Regions from separate parts of the Mustela erminea genome. Here region 2 is linked to region 1. Evidence: chromatin contacts called from public Hi-C data. All regions are on one chromosome and are shown on one strand. The core of a region is the stretch at or near the end of the contact, and the rest is flanking DNA. Distances in the headings are between cores, read along the strand shown. Region 1 holds the start of KLF13 (Krueppel-like factor 13). Region 2 overlaps KLF13 (Krueppel-like factor 13).

Region 1 (2,755 bases), core at 221-2,720:
TCTTAATTTTGTGCACAGGATGACCTCGCCCTACCCAGCCCTCTTCTCAGGTCCGCAGGGTTTGAGTGCCTGGGCTGCCGTCACCCAGTCTCCCAGCAAGGTCCCCTTGCGGCCGGCGGACACGTGCAAACCGTCCATGAAGGCAAACCACCCAGGGGGCTGACCCAGGCCTCCGCCTTCCGGTTCAGGGGCTGCCGGCGAGGGTCCGGAAAGGGTCTTGCGGCGCTTGATTCCGAAGCAGTAGAAAGTAATATACTGGCCTCTCCAGAGATGGCCTAGGCCTGCAGAAGGATGGTGGGGCCGAGGGGATGAGGGTGGGGGCGTCGGTGAGAGTCAGGGGCAAGTCGGCAGGGCCGGGACAAGGAGTACGCGGGCTGGGCGCCGCGGAGTATTTCCTTCGGGAGGCCCAGACAGAGGGTGGGTGGGGCGCGGTGGGCGGGGTCCTCGCAGCTGGTGGCGTTTGAAGCCTTCCCCACCGCCGTGGGAGAGGGGCAGCCTGGAGAAGTTGTTGGCAGCAGGCCGGGGCGGGGAGGAGGAAGGGGCCCCGCGTTCCCTGAACAGCGGCGCCGGTTGCACCAGCACGTAGTTCACTCCTGCAAGCACAGTACGCGGTGGGCACGTCACCCACGCTGGCAGGTTAGCCACCAGCCGGCGGCCAGTCCGACTCCGGCCGACACAGGCTCACCCGCAGCGCGATCTCCTCGGGGTCTCCGGCTGCTGGGTCGGGGAATCAGCCGGTCCTTCCTGCCGGAGCGGCCTCGCCCCACCCGTGACCTCGCTCCCAGCCGGACCGCACCGAGGTCCGGAGCTGAGCAGAGGGAGAGGGCATGGAGGGGGCGAGCGGCCGGCGCCTCGAGGCGCGGCCACCTAGGAACCCTGCTACGGCGGGGTGCCCGGGGCGTTGTTCCGCCCCCAGGCCAGGCCGGCAGCCCCACGCCCAGCCGGAGCGGACACGCCTCCCCGCGTGCAAATGCAGCTCTGGAAGGAAAGAGAGAAGCGGAGGCGAGCCCCCACGGAGGCGCGCCCATCCCCGGCGCCCCTCACAGGCGGGGACGGAGGGACAAAGGGGCGCCCTCCCAAGCGCTCGCTTCCACTCCAGGGTTCGAGGCTGTCACCGTACAGAACCCTGGCAAGAAAATGCCCCGCGGGCTCCCCGCTGCTAGGGGGGTGGGGTCGGGTGGGGTGGGGTGGGGAGCGGTCCCCGCGCAGCCACGCCCCGGCCCACCGCCCTCAGACGTCCTGCGTCAGCGTGCCCGGCTCTCGGCTCAAATTTCCGCTCCTCCTCCCGCGGGCCAAGAGGGCACGCCCATTGGCGAGCGCAGGCCCCCAGGCCGGGTCGGCCCCTCTGGCCGCCTGGATTGGTCCGACGGCCTACCGACGAACCAACGGCGTCAGCCCCTGTCCTAGGCCACGCCCCCTCCTCAGCCGCGGGCGCGCGACCGCTCTATCCTGATGATGCGCGCTCTGGGATCCCCCGCCCCCTCCGCGCGCGCAGTTCCCCGCGGCCGCCGCCGCCGCCTGTAACCTGCGCTGCCAGGATGTGGCTGGGGGCTGACGTCGGGTCCAGATGTGGCCCCGGCCCCGCCCACCCCCGGGGCCGGGCCGCCCACACCGAGCCGCGGCGCGCACGGCGGCTGTCCCGCCTGCCACAATGCGCGGCGAGGCTGCGGCCGCGACTTGGCGAGGTAGTCCCTAACGTCGCTGCTCGGCATCCTTAGGACAGGCCGCCCCTGACGCCGCGCGGGGACCCCACTGGCCCGCACCCTCCATGCGTTCACTCTTTGGTGCCCGGCCGGGCGGGCGCCTTGCGGACGCGGAGCCGCGCGGGTGACGGCAGAGGCGGCTGCGCGCCCAGCCCAGCCCGCGGAGAGGGCGCGCCGCGCCCCCGCCCCCCGCCCGCTCTCGTGAGGCCGTGGGTGCGGATGCGCCGCTGACGACTCGCAGCGACCAGCAGTGCCGCCGGCCCGCCGGCCGGAGCCCGCAGCATGGCAGCCGCCGCCTATGTGGACCACTTCGCCGCCGAGTGCCTCGTGTCCATGTCGAGCCGCGCGGTCGTGCACGGGCCGCGGGAGGGTCCGGAGCCCGGACCCGAGGGCGCGGCCACCGCTGTCGCCGCCACGCTGCCCCGCGTCGAGGAGCGCCGCGACGGCAAGGACAGTGCCTCGCTCTTCGTGGTGGCGCGGATCTTGGCGGACCTCAACCAGCAAGCGCCGGCGCCCGCCCCGGCGGAGCGCAGAGAGGGCGCCGCGGCCCGGAAGGCGAGGACCCCCTGCCGCCTGCCGCCAGCGCCGCCACCCGCCCCCGAGCCGGCCTCCCCTGGCGGTGAAGGTGGTGCGGCCGCGCCCCTCAGCCCCGCGTGGAGCGAGCCCGAGGCCGAGCTCGAGGCGGGGCTGGAGCCGGAGCGGGAGCCAGGGCCCGCGGGGAGCGGCGAACCCGGCCTCAGACAAAGGGGCCGGCGGGGCCGAAGTCGCGCCGACCTCGAGTCCCCGCAGAGAAAGCACAAGTGCCACTACGCGGGCTGCGAGAAAGTTTACGGGAAATCCTCGCACCTCAAGGCGCACCTGAGAACTCACACAGGTCAGTAGGGCCGCCCGGGCGCCCCGAGCGCGCGGACGGGGACAGCGCCAGCCACCGGGCCACGCCCCCGGAGCTGCCGGCGGGGCGGGAGGGGCGGTCGGGCGGGGAACGGTCGGGGCCTCGCCCCTTCCCCCGCCACACGGTCCAGTGGTCGGCCCCGCGCGCGGAGCGAGGCGGG
Region 2 (2,700 bases), core at 150-2,649, 44 kb after region 1:
GACCACTGCAGGGGCTGCTTCCATGTGGAAAGCACCTCTCTAGCTCTGGGCAGAGTCCCAGGGCAAGAGGGGTCCCCACTGAGTGGCAGCTCTCCCTCCTGCTGGGCCTCACCTCCCTCCCTTGCACCGACCGTAGTGGGGAGGGGCTTCCAACAGGGGTGTTCTGCGAGACAGGGCATCCTCCTGTCAGCCCCACGTGGGTCTATAAACCGTGGGCATTGTCAGTGATCAGTTGAGTAGCCAGTGGCCTCCTTAAGGAGAGGAGAGTCTGCTTTCCACCACAGGGGACAGGCCTTTCTGCTGACCCTGAGGCTGCCTGTGAGCCCGGGTTTCCTTGGAGGCTGGCCCTTGGTTGGCTCCAGCGATTGGCCGACTGCCAAGCTGCCCCAGGGTGGGAGGGTGAGCAGGAGGGATTCCCCGGAGGGGAAAACATGGCAGTGTCAAGGTGGGGAGCTGGAAGTGGCCCCATGCCAGTGGCCGCAGTTCAGAGCTAGCTGTTGAAAGGGGACAGCCCACTTGCTGGCAGTGACTAGCCAGGACCTGGGTGCTGGGGCCTGGGGGCCCTGGAGAAGCTGCGTGTCTGGGGCGGGGGGCAGACTCTCCCTGTGCTTGCCTCGGACTCTGACCAGCTCTGCCCCTCATTGTCACTGCCCAGACACACACCCATGTGGATTCCTTCTGTTCGCTGAGGTCTGCTCATGGGACCTGAGGCACTGCCGTTACATCGATGGGTCTTCTCTCTGGGGCCCTCTGTTCAGAGATGTACCCTATCCCTTCTCACTTCCACAAAGAGGAGCTCAGCTCGGCTTCCCAGAGCCCTGGCTGGTCGAGCTGGCCTGAGCTGAGACGAGCCAGCAGGAGGTCAAGGGGGCCAATAGTCGAGGGCACTTACTGGCCACAGGCAGGAAAGGCTTTAGTCCACAGACATGATTCTGGCCCCAGCTCTGTGAGTGGCACTGGGAGCCAATGCTAAAGGACCCCCAGGACTGCCCCCAAGAGGCCCACAGATAGAAAAGAACTGCCTTGTGCAGGCATTCTTGGAGCCAGGAGGGACCCACTCACCTGTAGGAGCTGGCAGTCTGGCCCAGACTGGTTGGAGCAATTGAGTTAATTGGGAGCATGCCCTTTGGACAGGGGTGAGAGCCAGAGGGAGTCTCCCTGTGGCCGGAGCCTGCACCCCGGGCAGGGGCTGGATGGTGCACACTCCCTAAGCTGCACCTGCAGGCTGCCGAGCAGGGGGCGAGGGGAGGGCCCAGGGCTCAGTGCCCAGTCGGGGGCTCGAAGGAGGAAAGCCCCTGTGCTCCCAGTCTGGCCTCTTGCGGCTTCCGGGAGGAACAAGCTGTCCCAGGCCAGGCCTGTGGCTTGGGCAAGAGGAGCATGTGGGACGCAGTGTTCCCTGATAAGATGAGGCAATCGCTCTCACAGCCTCACTGCAGCGCCAGGGAACATTTATGTAACCCCCGCCCTGTGCCCCACGAGCCCTTGGCCCTGGCGCCCCTGCTGCCCAGCTGCCCCCCCCCCTTACTACACACCAGTAGCACCCCGCTCAGTACAGACCATTTATCCCCTGGCCTTGCAGCCTGGCAGCCTCAGGCCCCTCCCTCCACCCTGAGCATGGCCTGGCCCCTTCCCCAGCCCCCCACAGTGACTCCAGCCTTCCCCTAGCTTCCCTCCCTCCCTGTGTACCCTGTACCCCACAAAACCTGACCTCTACCCACTTCCTCTCACTCTGCTTCCCCCTCCCAAGGCCCTCTCACCGTTCAGTCCCACAGCCCCAATCCTGGCCCCCTTGGGAAAGTGAGGGCAGGGGGTCTTAAGTGAGCGATGCCAGGATTAGGCTTCAGGCAGGGTGCTGCAGGAGGGCTGAGCTCCCTTCAAGGATCTGGAATCCTCGGTTAGGTTTCCTGTTCCAAGAGGGCCCATGTCACTTCTGAGCTAGACTGCGCACTCTCCGTGTGATGGCCCTGTGGTTCTCCTGCTGTCTCCCTGTCATGTGCCCAAGAGGAAGCAGATGCAGAATTTGAGCCCAGCAGGAGGGAAGCTAGGATCCACTTAGTCCCGACACACCCTGTAGGACCCAGACCTGCTGAGTCCCCACTCCAGTCTGGTCGCACCACCTTGGGGCCAATCCCAAGCAGAGCAGTTTTCAGAGGGAGGCCTAGGGACACCTGTAGGTACCTGAGACCCTTCTAGGAAAACTATTTTCAAAATAATAACATCATTTATCCTTTATTCTCTCAAAAGAATATAATGGAATATTCCAAAAGCTAAATGATGAGTGATGACATCATCCCTCTGTCAGCTACTGGAATGTGTGCTTGAGTTTGAATTTTTTTGTTTTAATTTCTAATATGGTAAATACCAACATATATAGCCCATATGAACAGACTCTCTTTGGGTCCCTCTCCACAAGTATGAGAAACACTGTCGTGGGTGACTCTGTCCCCCGTCCAGGCTGCCTTAACCCCACCTGTTCTCGATTTTACTGGCTGTTCCTCATTAGGCCCCTGGGTGCTGCCTGAGTGTCCCCAGCCCAGCCAGACCCTGGTGCCGCTCCTTACCAGCATGAATCATAACTTCCAGGTGTCTGCAGGCGTCTGCTTCATCTGTTGGTGGGCCACTTTGTTGCCATCGGCCCTCCTGGAGTGGACTGACAGAGGCATGAAGGATGGAATATCGAGGACCCTGTCTGCATCAGGA

Evidence for each region. Hi-C and Micro-C count contacts between places; a contact is called where the count stands out from the background.
Region 2: a Hi-C map of skeletal muscle shows a contact between it and region 1, with 5 times the contacts expected there. The contact joins the enhancer-like site here to the promoter of KLF13 in region 1. A contact is called at or near these places in 3 of 3 Hi-C or Micro-C datasets (fibroblasts, skeletal muscle and spleen).

The regions. Positions count from the first base shown.
Region 1 is chr5:22,380,281-22,383,035 of mMusErm1.Pri, forward strand. KLF13 (Krueppel-like factor 13) reads left to right here and starts at 1,471. Exons shown (of 2, transcript XM_032342259.1): 1 at 1,471-2,577. The coding sequence starts at 1,986.
Region 2 is chr5:22,424,027-22,426,726 of mMusErm1.Pri, forward strand. The region is part of intron 1 of KLF13 (Krueppel-like factor 13); the gene reads left to right. Among named protein-coding and RNA genes, the nearest start is that of KLF13, 44 kb to the left of the region's middle. Within about 2 kb of position 1,400, the one cell type or tissue checked has open chromatin away from gene starts, as enhancers often do. A contact at or near this core is called in fibroblasts, where this site is marked.